Regions from separate parts of the Mus musculus genome. Here region 1 is linked to region 2. Evidence: chromatin contacts called from public promoter capture Hi-C data. All regions are on one chromosome and are shown on one strand. The core of a region is the stretch at or near the end of the contact, and the rest is flanking DNA. Distances in the headings are between cores, read along the strand shown. Region 1 holds the start of Serpina6 (serine (or cysteine) peptidase inhibitor, clade A, member 6). Region 2 overlaps Ppp4r4 (protein phosphatase 4, regulatory subunit 4).

Evidence for each region. Promoter capture Hi-C pulls out the DNA fragments that hold promoters and counts their contacts.
Region 1: a promoter capture Hi-C map of liver shows a contact between it and region 2. The contact joins the promoter of Serpina6 here to the enhancer-like site in region 2. A contact is called at or near these places in 1 of 39 promoter capture datasets (liver), 7 of 484 Hi-C or Micro-C datasets (cerebral cortex, liver and nephron progenitors) and 2 of 9 other capture datasets (adipose tissue and pancreatic islet).

The regions. Positions count from the first base shown.
Region 1 is chr12:103,655,750-103,658,477 of GRCm38.p6, reverse strand. Serpina6 (serine (or cysteine) peptidase inhibitor, clade A, member 6) reads left to right here and starts at 1,260. Exons shown (of 5, transcript NM_007618.3): 1 at 1,260-1,441.
Region 2 is chr12:103,607,907-103,610,758 of GRCm38.p6, reverse strand. Ppp4r4 (protein phosphatase 4, regulatory subunit 4) reads right to left here. Exons shown (of 25, transcript NM_028980.3): 24 at 79-226. Among named protein-coding and RNA genes, the nearest start is that of Serpina10, 22 kb to the left of the region's middle. Within about 2 kb of position 1,483, at least 7 of the 459 cell types and tissues checked have an H3K27ac peak or open chromatin away from gene starts, as enhancers often do. A contact at or near this core is called in liver, where this site is marked.

The sequences.
Region 1 (2,728 bases), core at 11-2,510, 48 kb before region 2:
TTGGCAATAATGTCCAAAATTGGCTTACAAACTAGAAATCTTGAAAGGGGCAACAATTATTAACAAAACTGGACTGCCCAAACTTCGAGGCATGACCTCTAACCTTCCTTATTTCCCATGGGAGCAGCGCCCTTCATCCTTTTTTGGAAGTGATGCTGCTGTCAATCAAGCACAGGGCTCTGGGCTCGGCTTGGGGCTTGGGGCTTGGGGCTCGGGGCTGTAGGCTCAGGGTTTGGGACACAGAGCTCTGCACTTGAGGCCCCAGGGCTCAGGGTTCGTGGTGGGTATTCACAGAGGCACATTCCCTTGGACCGTGTGGTTGGTGCAGGGACAGACAAATACTTCTGTCCACAGTCCTCTGAGGGGCTGAAAGAAACTGTGAGGCCATACATACGTACGTACGTACATACATACATACACACATTAATTTTCCCTTTGCTTTTAGCCTGTGAGATCCACGAGATCGCACCAACTAAGGCTCTGGCAGGCTCTTTCTCCCCACTGCAACAGAAGTACTATGGAATGAGAGGAGAAGAAGGAGAAGAAAGATAGTGACTGACTGGAGACCCTGCAGCCTTTCCACTCCTTGGAAGTCCTAGTTATAAAGGAAAACAAAGAAACACAAATAGTATTTCTTTGATGTGTGCCTCCTGCGACAAAAGTGATCTGGAGAGTAAACGCACGGGTGAGAGTAAGAGAGCTGGACTTCAGGAGGGAATTGGCTGCAGGGCAGTTCATTCCATCTCCAGCCCTTCTCAGTTTCCTTCTTTAAAGAAGAGACATTGCTAAGGTACAGAGCTCAGTGGCAGAGCCCTTGACCAGCATGCATAAGGTCTTGGGTTCAACCCCGGTGACAACAGAAAACTTCAATTAAAAGCACAACTAGGTCAAGACAATCTCATAAAGAAGGGAGATCGTAGCAGTCTGTTCAGTGAATCATTGGGAGGCCTGAGATAACCCAGGGAAAGACCTTGGACAGTCACACATTCATTCATACATCTCTGTTTCCCCTACCCTTGCCTGATTCTTCCCCTCCTGGTGCCAAGGCACCTGGCTCCTCACAGAGTCCATGCCATGGCGCTTATCAATGACACCAATGAGTCCCCTGCCAGATGGCACAGGGCAACCATGAACCCTGACGCAACTCTAGCCACACTTTGATATTAAAAATAAAACTTCAGGGGACAGCATGCAATGTCGAGCTGATTTGCAGAATTGCTGTGTTTACCCTTACTTTCTATAAAGCTTCCCATTGGTTGATGCTTGGGGGGTGGGGGCCACCAAATGGTGAAGGCCACTGCCCCCCTCCTCTAACCATTAACCAGCAAGACACCAGCAAACAAGATTTAGTGGGGAGTCTCCCCGAAGCCTTACTGTACGTGTGCTAGGATTCCAGACAGCAAAGCAGAGCCAGAAGGAACAGCTGGAGCCCACAGCAGACGTGAGTCACCCCTGACAGTACTCTGTGCCTCTTGCTCCTACCAGGGTCCCTGACTCTATATCTGCTGCACTCCAGAACACAGCAGTGCCTGCTTGCTTGAGATTTTTAATAGATGAACATGAGGGTAGCTAGCTGTGTCATGAGGCGACCATGTGGAATACTTCTTCGATCCCATAGTCTGTGGTTCAGCCACTTGGTTTTGATTTCCCTTCAGCTTCTTACATTGCAGGAGGCTGTCACTGAGAGCTGGGTTTATGCTTTATTGCTACCTGTTGCCTGGTGCCTTAGCATCCAGGAATGAGAAGGAATCTCAGAGCTGAGATGGATTAGTGCCAGGCAGCACTATTGAGTAGGGTTGTAGTGCACAGGTGGTATATGCAGGGACCCTCTAAAGAGTGCCCACACCCCATGCCATAGTAACTCAGTAATGTGTAGTGGGGGGTGATACAGCTGGAGGGAGAATGACCTGCTTCTCTGTGCATCACACCACGTGCTATGATGCCTAAATCCCCGCCTGATCCAAGGCACTTCAGAGAGGCGTGGCAAGGAAGATATTACTAGGAAGAAACACATGACCTTAGTCTTTTTTGTAGGCTGGCCTTAAAGAGCCACCTTGCTGGCCACGTGGTTTTCAGTAGAGAAAGCAAGAGGTGTGACTCTGAAGGTGCACACCCCGACCTACACGGAAGCTCTACATCACCTAGCTCTGGTGTCCCATCTCTACAATGAGGTGCAGGATGCCTCGTGAAGTGAGTGTGCATAATCATGCACTGATGACAGCCACACCAGGCATTCACAACCGTCTTCTGAGGCAGGAGGATTTACTCTCCAGCCTGTAGGTTTGATACAGGGAGAATGAGGCACACAGTTGCACCCAGAAACAGCAGGAAGAGAAAGAAGGCCAAGCCAACTGTTGACTGGGGTATTCCTTCCCCAAGGGGGATTCATAGACAGGTATAGCCCGGTGCTGAAACCAAGATGAAACCAACAAGGCCGGTGGCAGAGAGAAGGGGAGAAGAAAAGCTTCCTGGAGGCAGTAACCAAGCACCTGAATCTCAAAGGCCAAGAGGGAATGAGACAGGGGAGAAAAGGAAGGGGTGGGCCTAGAGGGGAGCCCCATGGGGCAGTCAGAGGAGGGCCATCTTTATCTCCAGGTCTCAGGCCAGGACAGAGCTCAGCAAACACTAAGGGACTGTAGTGGCCTGCCATGCCTTGCCTGCCCTGCCCTGCCCTGTCCTGCCCTAACCTCTAACCTGGCTTGCAACAGAGTAAGAATGTAGTGTGCAG
Region 2 (2,852 bases), core at 234-2,733:
GTTCTTTGCCGTGTGGCAGAGGGAAGGAAGGTGCCCTGAGCATACAGCACACTCAGCAGGGGGTCATGTGGTACTCACAAGGTAGCCTTCCGGGGCTGTGCATCTTTACTTCCACTACTCTTTGGATCGGCTGTGTTACCTGGCCCACGGGAAGTGCTGGGCATGACAGGGTTAGGAGAAAAGGAAGCTGGAACACTGCTGGCATTTCGAGTTCGGAATGAGTCATCTGGAAATGGAGAGGCAGAGGCATTGATATACTCAGAAAGATGATTACCAAGGAGAGAACATGCCAGACAGTGGGCTTTTTTCTCTTCTTAAGTCAGTGTTATAAAGGTATAATTTACACAGTAGAGTGTACTACATTAAGATTTGGCATGTGTATAATCCACTGCCATGACCACAATCGAGATGTGAAAACACGCTACCACTAAATGTCCTCCTGGGCCCATCAGAGTCACTCCTCCTCCAGCTCCTCTTCTACAGACCTCCGATTTCCCCTCATTAAAGAGTAGCTTGCACTTCCTAGAATTTTACATAGAAAAACTCATAGAGAATATACCATCTCACTTTCTTCGTGTGATCAGTAAAACTGAAATTCATCCATATAGGAATATTAGTGCTTCATAACTGGTGTTATATGGGTGCCTAACATTTGTCCTAAATGCTTACTGACAGACATTTAGATAATTCTAGCTACTGACTATGATAAATAAAACCACTATGAACATTTGTATGTAAATCTGCATGTGACTATGTTTTAATATTTCTCAGTGAATGCTTAGGACTAGATGTGCTGGATTTCTTAATGTGTTTAACCTCAGATGAAATTGCCAACACACTGTCTTTCTCCTTTGCTTCACCTCTTGTGAATGGAAGCCTGCAGGATGCTCTTTATCCTTGACCTTTGCATTATTAGCATTTCAATTTCAGACTTGTTAGTGAGTAACAAGCAGCAGAGCATTTTTTCATTGCTTCCGCTCTGCTCTGCTCTGCTCTGCTCTGCTCTGCTCTGCTCTGTTCTGCTCTCTGTTCTGCTCTCTATTCTGCTCTCTGCTCTGCTCTGCTCTGCTCTCTGCTCTGCTCTCTGCTCTCTGCTCTACTCTCTGCTCTCTGCTCTACTCTCTGCTCTCTGCTCTGCTCTCTGCTCTCTGCTCTGCTCTGCTCTGCTCTGCTCTCTGCTCTACTTTCTGCTCTCTGCTCTACTTTCTGCTCTGCTCTCTGCTCTGCTTTGCTCTGCTCTGCTCTGCTCTCTGCTCTCTGCTCTGCTCTCTGCTCTGCTCTGCTCTGCTCTCTGCTCTCTGCTCTGCTCTCTGCTCTCTGCTCTGCTCTGCTCTCTGCTCTGCTCTGCTCTCTGCTCTGCTCTCTGCTCTACTTTCTGCTCTCTGCTCTACTTTCTGCTCTGCTCTCTGCTCTGCTTTGCTCTGCTCTGCTCTCTGCTCTGCTCTCTGCTCTGCTCTCTGCTCTTCTCTGCTCTGCTCTCTGCTCTACTCTCTGCTCTCTGCTCTGCTCTCTGCTCTGCTCTCTGCTCTGCTCTCTGCTCTGCTCTGCTCTCTGCTCTGCTCTGCTCTCTGCTCTACTTTCTGCTCTCTGCTCTACTTTCTGCTCTGCTCTCTGCTCTGCTCTGCTCTGCTCTCTGCTCTGCTCTCTGTTCTTCTCTGCTCTGCTCTCTGCTCTCTGCTCTCTGCTCTCTCTCTGCTCTGCTCTGCTCTGCTACAGGGTCTCCTATCCGAAGATGAACTTGAACTCCCGACCCTACCACCTCCCACTCCTGAGTGCTAGGACTGCAGGCATACACTGCTATGTTCTACTTTCTCACTGCTTTTAATTGGTCTTCCCTAATCACTGGAGATGCTAAACATCTTTTCATACACTCACATCTTTACCTACTTTAAAAGTTCACATTCAAATCTTTTGTCCTTTTTAAGCTTAGCTGCCTAGGCTTAGACTTCTCTGAACATCCTGGAACAGGTCCTTTTCAGATCAGGAACAGTATGCATATTTTCTCCCACTTCAGGTCTTCACTTGTGTTTTTCTATGACCCTATCTCAAAATCCTGAAATTCTAACACAATATACTATGTCACTACTATTTTGCTATGGTTAATATAATTATCTATCTATCTGCCCCAAAATTACAGACTTCCTTCCATATCTTCAAAAATTTGCAATGTTACCTTTTGTGCTTAAGTTTATATTTTGAGTTAATTATATCTATAAAGGTGAGATATGAATTGAGGTTGAAGTTTGGGTTTTCTTTAATAATAAGTACCCAATTGGTCTAGTGCTATTTTTGAATGTATGGTAATGATTTGGTAATGACATCATTAAGTAACTCTCATGACCAATGCACTTCAGATTTCCAGTGATATTTATGGTCTACCATGTTGATTTCTGTGTCTGGATATCAATGCTTTAATTATAGAAAGTATCTATTCTGAAAATAAAAACACTTTTGCAAACTATCTGGTATGTTATACATAGTTTCCATAAGAATAAAATGAACATAGTAAAAGGGAAGACAGAAATGTAGCTAAACTCTTAGGATTTCAGGTCCCATAAAATTAAAGGTCACTATTATCTACTGTAACATTTATCGATCATTATTATAGATCTTAACCAATATTTCCAATATATAAAATTAGAAAGCCACAAGTAATTTTTAGTAGTATATTCTATTTTTTCTATGAATAATTCTGTCTTCTACTATAAGGACTTTGAACCAAACATTGGCCTAGGTGGTTAAGTTTCTTCAGCATACAGTGCCCATGGCTGCTGCCACACTGCAATGGCAGAGTTGGGTGACTGTGACTAGCCCACAGTGACTAGAATATTTACAACCTGGCCACTATATGA